Regions from separate parts of the Sus scrofa genome. Here region 2 is linked to region 1. The links are chromatin contacts, called in public Hi-C maps. All regions are on one chromosome and are shown on one strand. Each heading gives the region's core, a stretch centred on a gene start, on an enhancer-like site or on the middle of the called end of the contact. The rest is flanking DNA. Distances are from core to core; before and after follow the strand shown.

What was found. Hi-C and Micro-C count contacts between places; a contact is called where the count stands out from the background.
Region 2: a Hi-C map of psoas muscle shows a contact between it and region 1, with 1.8 times the contacts expected there. The contact joins two enhancer-like sites. A contact is called at or near these places in 2 of 47 Hi-C or Micro-C datasets (embryonic fibroblasts and psoas muscle).

The regions. Positions count from the first base shown.
Region 1 is chr11:46,068,067-46,074,442 of Sscrofa11.1, reverse strand. KLF12 (Kruppel like factor 12) reads left to right here. Exons shown (of 7, transcript NM_001134347.2): 5 at 5,201-5,263. Among named protein-coding and RNA genes, the nearest start is that of KLF12, 240 kb to the left of the region's middle. Within about 2 kb of position 2,997, at least 37 of the 83 cell types and tissues checked have an H3K27ac peak or open chromatin away from gene starts, as enhancers often do.
Region 2 is chr11:46,496,389-46,502,764 of Sscrofa11.1, reverse strand. It overlaps a transcript of KLF12 not described here. Among named protein-coding and RNA genes, the nearest start is that of KLF12, 190 kb to the right of the region's middle. Within about 2 kb of position 3,549, at least 5 of the 83 cell types and tissues checked have an H3K27ac peak or open chromatin away from gene starts, as enhancers often do.

The sequences.
Region 1 (6,376 bases), core at 1,748-4,247:
GATTGGATCCCTAGCCTGGGAACCTCCATATGCCATGAGTGCGGCCCTAAAAAAAAGCAAAAAATTAAAAAACTAATGAGACTGAAGTACTTTGCATGGTCTGGCACCTAGTAAAGGCTTAGTAAATGCGGATGACGTTGTACTGCTGTGAGTACTGACTTGTTCTTGGGTGGGATGTAGCCAAAATTCTATCCAGTTTAGTCCACAGAAGGTAGGTCTTCTAACAAAGAATAGAAGAAATAAGATGTCAGAGAAGAAGCCAGACCTTAGAAACCACAGTCTTGGTTCATGCTCCTCTATAACGTGTTTATTTCTCTTATTTCCTCGCCTTTAGGGAAGTCACATCAGCTTAGTAGTTAAGACTGCAGGCTCCGTAGAGCACATTGGTAACCTCGGTCCCCTGGAATTAGCTGGATATTTCCATACCAACCTCTCATCCTTTCCAATCCAGTTGGCACTGCTAATGATATAAAGCGAACATGTAGGCACTGTTCTAAATACTTTAATACTATCAACTCATTTAATCTCGCAGGCCAAAGAGGTGGCCTCTGTTTGTGCAGATGAGAAAAGGGAAGTGCAGACAGGTTACGTAACTTGCCGTAAGATGACACTGTTGGTAAATGGTGGAGCCAGAATTCAATCCTGGGCAGTTATACACTTTGTCCTCTTCAGTACTTCATCCTGATTCCACCAGAGGCTATAGGATTAGATTGAAGTTGTGACAGCTTTTCTGCAGTGGAGCTGTAGTAAAAAGGTAGGATGCCCTTCCTAGCAGTTCATCAGGGATCAAGAATTTGCTTTGGGCCTGAGGGTTTCACATCCCACCACCAGGCACCTGCTGTCCAGGTAGGTTCAGGAAACACTGAAAACCAGAGTGATTGCATTCTCTTGATGAACTATAAATGGTAGTCCTTAAAATACAAGATTCGAGCATCAGGTCCTTTAGTGCTTATATCCAAAGAAGGAAGAGTCATTCTTGTATTAAGGTATCTAAAAAGTTCTCACATGCTTAGCAAGAAAGCTAAATTAAGCCCTTGTTGCGTAAAATTATAAACATGCTGTCTGCCTCAGATGAGTAAGAGTATATAAATAGAACAGTTGGTGTACATGGCCTTAATATTATAGCTTCCTTTTTTCTATGTAATGTAAATCACCAAATGCAAGCATTTCTATCTGACATAAACTGTCAGTCTCAGAAGGGCCCATTGTAGGATTCAATACATGTTATGCAACAACCAAGACTGCCCTTTTTTTCAGCATGGTGATTTTTTTTTTTTTTCCTTGCCATATCCAGCGGTTAGTACTCAGGGCTGAAACCCTTAGTTATAGAACAAAGTGGCTTAGCAGTAATCGAGCCTGTGTGAGGCTAAGGGAAGAATAATGAACATTCCCTGCAAGCTTCCTGCCTGGATGCAGGTGCAGGAATCAGGAGGTCATGAATAATGCATGACATGCAGATTAGATGGTGGTTTCTCCTACTGGGGTTTTGACTTTGCTACCTGCCTGGCTGCTATATGTGGAAAGGAGGTAGGTGATGGCAAAAAAAAGTATCACGATTTAAAGACTCTGAGCTCACAGAAACACTGCATATTCTTTTGAAGAAATAAAACTAGGGGGGAGGGTAGCTGAAATGCAAACCTTTATGGTCTGTTTTACTGGGTAAAGTGAGCTCCAGGTTATCAATTTCCTCACTTTGGAAAGGGCAAAAAGCTTTCTTGTTTTACCATCTTAATTTAAGAAGGCTTATAATAAGTATTTGGTCATACAGAGACAATCAGGAATTCGTTGAAGACTGTTCAACTGTTACAGAAATTATCTACTTACAGTATTTGATCTATGGATCAATGAAGTTTTGCTAAAAGATACCATTACCTAGAGAATGTTGTAATTATAAGTTCAACAGACCCATTTTTTTCCATTGATATATGCAATAAGAAACATCAATAAGTGAATACTTCTCTATCATTGAACTTCACCTGGTGGAATTATCTTGATGAATAGAAATAGGGATAAGGAGGAAGTAATATGAGATAAACATTTAAAGGAAACAGAGTGAATTAAAGAACTGTGAGTATTTGGACTGTTACACCTTAACATTGTATTTAGGCACCAGGATTCTGAAATCCCTGGGTTGGTGGGGGGCGGGGTGTAGGGAAGGTTCAAGAAGATTTCCTGCATTTTCCCTTAGGTCAGGGGAGTTTTACTGGGGAAGACATTTTGGGGCTCACCATTCCATTTTGATGATTGTTTTTCAAGCAGACAGAGAAAAAGAAGAGAAGAAAGAAAGGAATCTTGCTACCTTGTGTATAATTCTTTGGCATTTTTCTTGCATGTTTGTTTGCGCACTCTCTCTCTCTCCAGTTGGGGGGACTGGAATATGAGCTGGCTTTCATTTCTAGCTGAGTCTGTCATTTCCGCTAGGCCCCAGGTTGGCCAGATGCCAAGACCAACAGGTGATCCTTGTAGCTGCAAAACAGCAGGAAGTGGGCCGAGCTTGAATGAGACAGTTCACCAGAGGGGCTGTCTGGCCTCTCTCCATCTTTCTGCATAATTAACATCCCCTCCCCCATATGGAGCAGAAAACCTGTGCTGAGCAGCTCAGCTGCAGCAGCCACTGAGCAGCACTGTGAGGAAAAGAATGTTAATAAGGGATGTTGGAAGAAATAAGCCTTCCGAGTGCAAAGTGCAGTCTGGCTCTGGGTTCACAGAAAGACTGCCGTTGGCTCTTCTGAGGGGCTAGAACTGTATTAGCTGTTTTGAAAGGATTTTCCCTCACTGAACAACTGCGAAGACCTAGGATGCTAATAAACCTTGGGGCTGGTGGTTCCGACTGGACTTGAAGAGCCCTTTAAAATCCCTGTTTTCTTTCTTGTCTTGAACATAAGAATGTCTGAGACACGAAGAGTAAAAGCAACAGGAGCTTAAAGCCTGCCTAGATCTCACGAACCCTGGTAGAGACGGAACAAAGCAGGAAGTTGGCCACGAGAACAGGAAGTAGAGTAAATTGTGTTGCCAGTAAGTGATCTGCAAAAAAGTGGAGGTTCATGGAGAGTCAAGGTAGTTCCTGCTTAGAAGATACTGGCGGTTCCTAGAAATTTAAGCTATTACCAGTGGGTGACTCCAACCCTGGAAGCTTGTAAAGCAATGTAGTCTTTGCTACCTTTTCCCCGTGGTTTAGCTAAAGTTTTGAATTGATTGCATCTCCCTTCCGGCTCAGAGCATCACATATAGAAGCTCTTTCTCCTGGAAATACCTATTCATCTATCCTTTCTCCCCCATCCCCCGTGCTTCTGTGCCTGGACATCTGAATGAAGCTATTGAAGTAAGGGAGAACTTTTTTTTTTCTTCTACCCTCTAAGGTTTAGTGTCTGAGGGCCTGCAAATTAAACTGACAAAAGATAGATTAGCAAGAGGAAAAAAACAGATTGTTTACACAAAAACATGTATACATGCATGTACTCAGTGGTGAGTAACTCAAAGGGGTGGTTAGAATGTGGAGTTTATAGGAGTCCCTTGGTGGCTCAGTGGATTATGGATCTGGCATTGTCACTGCTGCAGCTCTGGTTACTGATGTGGCATGGGTTCAATCCCTGGCCCCAGAATTTCTTCATGGTGTGGACTTGGCTTAAAAAAACTGAATTTGGGAGTTCCCATCGTGGCACAGTGGTTAACAAATCCGACTAGGAACCATGAGATGTCGAGTTTGGTCCCTGGTCTTGCTCAGTGGATTAAGGATCCGGCGTTGCCGTGAGCTGTGGTGTAGGTTGCAGACTCGGTTTGGATCTGTTGTTGTGGTTCAGGCAGAGGCTGGCGGCTACAGCTCTGATTGGACCCCTAGCCTGGGACCCTCCATATGCCACAAGAAGTGGCCCTAGAAAAGGCAAAAAGACAAAAAGACCAAAAAAAAAAAAAAAAAAAAAACTGAATTTGGAGCTTATATACCATCTTAACAGAGGTAATAAATGGTGGAGAAATACTTGTCAAAAGGAAAGAGGGCCTGGGGTTCTAGGGGAGCAAATTTTCGAAAGGTAACTAGGAAGTGTAGGGGGGAAACTAATGGAAAATAAGGGTGGTTTATGCCAACTCATCTCTGTACCATTTCTGGTGATGAGTTGTGCTTTGATCTCCTCCTCTTCCTGGTATGGGAGGGCGAACACCTTTACAAATGAAAATATCCTTAGCAAAACTTAAGTTTATGCCCTGCTGTTAGGTATATAAAGGGAACGTAGAGGCGTTCCCTGGTGGTGCAGCGGGTTAAGGATCCAGCGTTGTCACTGTGGTGCTGTGGATTCGATCCCTGGTCTGAGAACTTCCATGTGTTATGAACATGGCAAAAAAATATAAAATAAAAAATAAAGGGAAGGTAGGCAGCTTTCTGTGCCTGCAGTTTCTCAGTTGCTTTCCAATTGAAATAATCCTTATGCCAAAGGAGTGTACTTTGGGGTGGCTTATCCTGATCCCCTTCGTTATCTTGCTTTTTAGGGCTTTAAATCTACAGGTCGACTGAGGAAGTGTGTACTTAGACTGTCTCCTTTGTCCTCCTTGTGAGAACAGATAGCAGAAAAGGTTTATTCAGGGCCAACACCAGACCTTACATTACATTTTTTTTTTTTTTTTTTAGGGCTGCGCCTGCAGTATATGGAAGGTCCCAGGCTAAGGGTTAAATCGGAGCTGCAGCTGCCAGCCTGTGCCACAGCCACAGCAACACCAGATCCAAGCTGTGACCTACACCAAGCTCATGGCAATGCGGTATCCTTAACCCACTGATCGAGGCCAGGGATCGAACTCACATCTTCATGGATACTCAACAGGTTTTTAACCCGCTGAGCCACAGTGGGAACTCCAGCATTACTTTTATGTGCTCTTAAACCTGGCAAGGACTACATAGGCAACAGAAACTTTTTGTTGGCCTGAATGCATGAATTAACTTATTAAAACTGGTGGTCCTGCTTTTGGGGATCTTCACAGCGAACTTTGTGACAAATGCTGGTTATGGTGAAAGTGGTGGAACAGGAAAGAGAGGCTTTTGGTCTGCAGGTATTTAACTGCATCCATTTCCCAAGAGGTGATCAAGTTCCAGGGCATCTTATATGATGCAAATCTAAAGGAGACCATGTATCAGCCAGATCCCTTTGTATTCGTTCATTTATCATCAGGAATATGCTCTTGTAATGACTGGATTACTCTCATCTACCTGTAGGGTACATCCGTCCCCAGTGTCCAGGGTCCGGGGAAATCGAATGAATAATCAGAAGTTTGCTTGGTGAGTATACAGTTTAAGTTATGAGAATTTGTAAGTCTTATGGAAAATGTTAATAGGCTGTGTTAAAAGAGAATTGTTCTTGATTCTCTGTAGAGATTACATTTCTACTGACTAATTACCTTATCTCCCTTTCCTTTGGAAAGTCCTAAACAGACATCAAGAGTCCATTTCCAGCCAAACGTCTTCACTTACCAAAAACTGAGCATAACATTTTTTCCCTAACAGATATGGCTTGTTTCCCAGGATTATTAACTATTATATTTTTAAACAATGTTTCCCATTTTTGAAGATACTATAATTTTTTTTGGTGAGATTTAGACAACATTTCAGAGTTTTCTCAGGGACTAACTTCTATTTCTCATGAAGATTTTCATAGTAAATTAATCTATTATACTAATTTTGATGAGTACTATTTAGATGACTTGTTCTGACCTAAGCCTTAAATAACGAGGGATTTGGGGTTTTGTTTTTGCTTTTGCTTTTCAGGGCCACACATGTGGCATATGGAAGTTCCCAGACTAGGGGTCGAATCTGAGGTTGCAGCTGCTGGCCTGCGCCACAGCTCACAGCAATGCCGGATCCTTAACCCACTGAGTGAGGCCAAGGATCAAACCTGCATCCTCATGGATCCTAGTGGGGTTTGTAACCTGCTGAACCGCAAAGGGAACTCCCAGATTTGTGTTTTAATTTGGGGAGATATGAAGATCTCTCCCTGACTGGTTCTGGGACAGAAATAGGGGTGGAACTTACCAGAAATGATCTGAAAAATTACTTCAACTGTAGAGCGTTGACTACTGATTCTTTAAAGATGGGAATTCAAGTGTTTCACAAATGTTTCAAAGGAAACAAAAAGTAAAAGTAAATGTAGTTTTGAAATCCATGTTTGTTTACATTACTCCGTTCCACAAAATTAACCTTCCTTGGAAGATACCTTTAGTGTATCTTCAAAAAAAGGAAGGAAGGGAGGGAGGGTGGATGGAGGGAAAAGGAAAAAAAAAAAAGAGGGAGTTCCCGTTGTGGCACAGCGGAAACAAATCCAACCAGGAACCATGAGGTTGCAGGTTCCATCCCTGGCCTCACTCAGTGGGTTAAGGATCCGTCGTTGCCGTGAGC
Region 2 (6,376 bases), core at 2,300-4,799, 430 kb before region 1:
CTGCTGCAATTTCTCAATAGCCAAGGATTATGGACCTTTTGGGAAAAAAAACAGTTTGTTCTCCTCTTTGGGATGGGGTGGGAGGGGAAGTGGAGAGTGGCCATGTCGTTCTATGACTCCACCCTGCTGCCATTTTTTACATGGGTCCTCCCCTAACTGAGTGTGGAAAAAGCTGGCAATGACAAGAGCGGTGTTCCTTTGCTTTCCCTTCTTTCTCAGGAGTTAAGGATCTTCAAGAAGATGGTAGAGGCAATGGTATGGATTTGCACAACCTTGGGCAGAAAATGGAATCATTTTACTCTTTGAGGCAAGGTATTAATTAAGTAAAATCTTGAGCTCATCCTCAAGGAATGGCTTCTCCTAGAAACAACATGGAATTTGGGGTCAGGAGACCTGGGATGAAGGCCCAGCTCTTCCACTTATGAGCTTTATCACTTTACTAAGGTAGCTTCACCTCTCTCTGGAATTAAGACCGTCATCACTGAATTATTTGTTTCTTCATTTCTTTATTTTCTCATGTGGATCCTCTTTCAGAACATTTGAAGCAGATTATGAAAAATTATATGTGCAGTAACACCTGAGGCTGATGATACAGAAATAGAAAAGCAGAACAAAGAAAAAGGAGAAAGCGTTCTAAACTCTACAGGTTGATATAATAGCCATAAATATTCATTACATTAGAATCTGAGATTCCTAGAAGCCAGGGCACGGAGGGAAAAATGAGGGTACATATATTTGGTTTTCATTAAGGAAAGTGAATATCAGTTCCTCTGAGGACATATAGCATTTTCCTGGCATCGCATTCTCCAAGAAATTGAAACCATATAAGGATAACAATGCCTAACTCCTGGGGTTGTTAAGTGCATTAAGTATATATAACAGCCTTTATAAATTGCAAGCTATTATTTAACACTAATTAATACATAAATATCTATTAAGCCTATTTCCAGAGACTGAAGTCAAAAGCAGAGAGCAGAGTTTTAATGTCTTACTTCTTTTTTAGTGGAAAGCATTTCCATACTGTACTCTATGTTTTCCTATCTTCCTTTCTTTTAGAGCAGGTCACACAGGGCATAATGGCAGAATAGCACTTTTAGAAGGGATTTGAGAGTTCATGACCGTAAATATCAATGACTGTAGTTTGCAGTAGCTATAGTTGTAGATAAATAGATAATTATAGGTGTGAGAAAATTATGTGGGATGAATGGAAAGGACTCAACCAAGGAGCCTTTTTCCTAGTTTGCTTTCTAGGGAACAAAAATGACCCATCTTAGTTTGCTTTTAAACGATTTGACTCTCATAAAGGTGGAATGAAACATGTGCAGATGTTCACCCCTTCAGCAGTGCAACATAGCTTGTTTTCTGTAAAACTGATTAGTGAACTCAAAGTTGAAGCAAGCAGCCTTCTAGCCAGTGATCTTCCCACCCCTAGACAATCTTCAAGGTCGTGTGTCTCTTCCTCCTCAATGACATTCACAACATCATTCTTTGTTTCCTGTTCCCAACTCAATGATCCAGGAGTATCTTCTTGTCAACTTATCATTCCTCCTTTACCTCATTTACCCAGTTTGAGAATGCAGTGTGCATAAGGAGCATGCCCTCATACTTTAAGAAGTTGACCAAGGACAAAGGGTATGGTCTATCCGAAGCCTGTTCAGCAATATTAACAATACTTAACCTTGACTATCAGTATAAAAGCTCACAGAATACTTCTGTTTTCAAACCAAACTTGACTCCACCTGATCACGTGCAGGAAAGCCAATCTACTGATGCCAGGTTGTGGTGAAGGGAAGTGCAGCTTTTATGGTAAGGTGCCAATACAGGGAGAATAGGTGGCTCATGTTCAAAAACCCAGAACTCCTCCGAAGGGTTTCAGCAAAACATTTTTAAAGGCCAGGTGAGGAGGGGCATCCAGGGTATACGATAAGCTCATGCACAGTTCTCTGATTGGTTGGTGGTGAAGTAAGAGGGTGATGTGACAAGGTCGAGCATTATCAATCCTTAGGCACTTGTAGGTCTGGGGACTCTACCTGCTCCTGTTCATCAAGTAGTTAATTTCTTTCGTTTGGTCAGGTTTTTGCCATCCCTAAAACAACTCAGGAAATATCCATCAGATACTATTCTCTGGGTACTTCAGAGAGGAGCTAAAGTAGAGCATGTGGGGGAGGCGTATGTCCCTGGAAAGCCCCATAGGTCCTGCTTGGTTACGCTTCCTTATATACAGTTTCATTTAATCCTCACAGTTACTATGTGTGTTAATTCTCATCTTCTCCATTTTGCAAATGGAGTGTGACATATCTGAACTTGAATCTTATTTCTGTCCCTTATTAGCTATGGGAGCTCAGGCAAACATTAATATTTTTATGAATCAATGTCCTCACCTATGAAAGATGAATAAACACTGTAAAAGGTAATATCTGTGAAGCATCTTCAGAGGGGCAGACATAGAGTAGGTACATAATAATGGTGATTGCTACTATTATGTTATCTGAACAGAACTCTTGTAGCCACAGAAAACTACAAAATATTACAATATTCTTGAGAGTCATAGGCATGTTCTAGTAAAAACTTTCCTTGGGTAACATAATTTTCATAGTAATACTTTGATCCATAGTTTAAATTAGTGGGTAACATTGTATGTGTTTTTTTTTTTAAAGAGCCCCAAACAAAAACCCATTTCTTGGGAATAAACCATAAAGTCTTCTAGGACTCTTTCCATGAAACTACCAAACAGTGATTAAATCTGTGAGAAGAATTTCTGTCTGAAACCAGGATTGGTTTGAGCTCTGCAATAAATGCAAGGCAGTTACAAGAGCTCTGAGTTTTAATCCTTAACATTTTCATATTATAGGAATCTTAACCATTGGTTCACAAATTACTATTTTTTTTTTTTCATTTTTTAGGGTTGCACTAGGGACATATAGAAGTTCCCAGGTTAGGAACTGAATCAGAGCTTCATCTGCCCATCTACACCACAGCCACAGCAAAGCCAGATTTGAGCCATGTCTGCAACCTACACCACAGTTTATGGCAATGCTGGATCCTTAACCCACTGCGTGGGACCAGGGATCAAACCCACATCCTCATGGATACTTGTCAGGTTCATTACCAATGAGCCACAATGGGAACTCCAAGTATTTTCTTATTTGATTATTCCAGAGGAATCAGTTTATTTTCTAAGTATCTTCTAGGTGAGAATTACCAAAATAGCCCAACCTCTTCAGGTTGGAAAATTGTTTAAAGGTGATTTATCTGAACACAAGCCACAGACATTTTCCAGCAACCTCCTAATGTGCAGTCTTTGTCACTAGTTACTTCCATTTCTTATGCCTCTCTTGCAGTGAGAAGATCAAAGCACTCCCTAAGTCTTCCATGCCTCATTCTAAGTGGGCAGCCATGGCCTTGAGAAAGTCACTAACTGTAGTCACCGTGTTCACTGATATAGTTCAGCTTTTCAGCCAGCACTGGGTCAGACTTAGGGAGCGCTTTGATCTTCTCACTGCAAGAGGCACATGGTCTCTGTGTCGAATGTCACCAGTGGCACTATTTCACAAGTTGTTGTACCCAAGTTGGCAGGAGGACTGGGCAAGAGTTAAAACTCAGAGTCAGGGATAGGTGTACACAAGCAAATACTCAGAGCCAAATACGCCGGTGCCAAAAGAAAGTTGTAATACAGGGAGCAAGATAAGATAGGGAGCCAGAGTCCAGCCCGGGGTTAGAGAGCAGGAACAGGCTGCATAGCAGCTGGAAAGCTGCTAAAGCTGTTCGTGTTGGACCACCTGCAAATGGCATAACTCATACACAGGAGCCCGTGGTGTCTCACAGACACTATGTACAGCAGAGATGATTCAGGATGCAAAGAATTTGAGCAACTACCATATCAAAGCTTTGCTATGTTACCAGGTAAATACACCTAAAACTCAATGGCTTAAAGCCAGCTCAACCAATGATAAATCACTATTTGTGTATGAAATGAAATATGCATTTCATTTTTGATATAACCATTCCCACTAATTTTGGAAAATTTTGAAATTTAATAGTTTTCCTTTTAAAAATTACTGGGTTTGATTCATTTGAGGATATTTAGCTAATTGGTCGAAGCATTCTTTCGTATTTTTAAAACATGCTCGTGATAACTTCATAGATGCTTCATTAAATGTGTCCTTTGTGTCCTGCTTTCTTTAATGAGTACTTTTACAAACTCTATAAATTGATTAAGTAAATTAACAAATACCTCTTTGCTTCCTTGTGATGAAGGATTACTGTTTTGTTGATCATAAAGAGAAGATCTGTTATGATGGTATTATGTATTAGACGTCAGGAACAATGAAGTGCAATGGAGGATTAAATTCAATGGAGGATTAAATTAAATATGAGATTAACTATAAAATCACAGTTCCCAGCATATGTTTTCTACTTTGTTAATACTTGTTCCTTTTACAGGAATGACAACTTCATGTTCATTACCAGATTGACTTGGTTGATATTTCATGTACCTCAGACTCACCAGATTTTTGCTAACTTTTCACTCCACATTGAATCCTACCAATCCCGCTTCTTATGATATGGAGAGGCGTGAAAGCAGATAAAGCAATATTCTTTAGAATCTGTGAGGTTCTAGTTTGTTTTATTTTTGTTTATTTCCCTAACTCCAGTTAGAAACAGCCTCTGGGAAAAGGATATTTCCACTTGACTCTATACTGGTTCCAGAGTTCCCAAGGCTAAACCTCGAGCCTTCTGTTCTCTCCCTTCTGGCCTCTGTGAGCAAAGGACGGAGGTATACCAGATGTCCCAAGGCTTGCCTTTCCCCACAGGACATGCTGTGGGCAAGGAAGCCAATTCAGTTATGCTCTAATGCCTTCTTTGCTTGAGCACCTCTCTATGGTGGCTGGCCAGATGAAGAGGTAGGGCATAAAGAGAAAAGAATTAACAAGATAAAGATACAGGATTGGAGTGTGCGAATGTGCAAGAAGAGACTGGAATTTATTAGAAGGAAAGCATTCAAGGTGAGCAGAGGGAAGGATCAATATATAGTCCTAGGTTGGTGAAAGAAAAAAATATGGTTTCGTTTGCCCATGCCTGCTTCTGCATAATTGCAAAGGCACGGTATCGGCTGCAAATATCTATAGAGAGACAGCATGGAGAGAATCAAAGTGAATGTTGGGCAGGGATGGCTGGGTGATATAAATCAGTGCGATAACCTGGCTACAGTGGGAGAAGAGCCAACTGTTTGAACATATATCTGAAAAAGGTTCAAGGCGTGGAGGAATCCCAATGAACTCTTGTAAGTATCAAATGTGCAATGCTGCATATTTAATATTAGAACAGAGTAGATGGTGAGTCAGAGTCTGAAGAATGAAACAAAGCTGAAAGGAAATTAGCAAAAAAAAGTTGGGAAAATATCAGTGCAGAAACAGAATTAGAGATAAATAATAGAAATAAATGTTGAGAAGGGGAAAATATATATATATTAAAAAATGACCTAAAGAGGCCTTATCTACTCTATTGCTGTCTAAGAGGAGTAAGCTTTTAGTTGCTAAGAAGAAAGTGCTTATTCATTAGTTCAGAATCCTATCTAATTGAGACATCCTGAATTACCAATCACCAATGAAATATTTTCTCTAGATTTTTGCCCATATACGTCTCTTAAAAATGCCAAGTCTGTGAGTTGCCTACCCAGTAGTCATCATGCCATTCCTACTTGCTAAGAGAAACATGACTTTGCAGTGGGCAGAGAGCCTCTGATTTTAGGCAAGGTAGGTTCCTGACTTAGCCCCAGGGCAAGAGTCATGATTCTTCTAGGTCACTCTTGATAGTCTCATTCCCTTCTGTCAAAGGGCTTCTTCCAAAAAAGGCATGTGAATCAGTTCTGGTCAATGAGACATCAAGAAAAATCTAGCATTTCCCTTCTCGCCTCAAAATAGTATATAGGAACTTACCCTTTTCTGCTTGTAATACTGATGTGAAGACAGGATATCTGGAGATGTGGCAGCTATTTTGCAACCATGAGCCAACAAGTACAAAAAGATGGCAAAGTTGAAGGGTAGGAATTCCCGTGTGGCTCAGTGAGCTAAGGATCCAGGATTGTCACTGCAGTGGCTTAGATCATTGCTCTCACGAAGGTTCGATCCCTTCCGCATTCTAAGGATGCAGCCAAAACCAAAAGGTTGAAAGGTAGAAGGCGTCAGACTCCTGGCTGATCGTATTTAATAGCTGAGGCTATTTCTGCGACTGTCAGCTACCAGATGTGTTACATGCGTAAGCCTTATTTAGCTGGATTTTCTATTACTCGAACCCAAAAGCATTTAGTCTCTCAATCATATCTGGACCAGGCATTCAACCTATAACCTTCACTGAGTCTTTTAGGCTTTAAAAG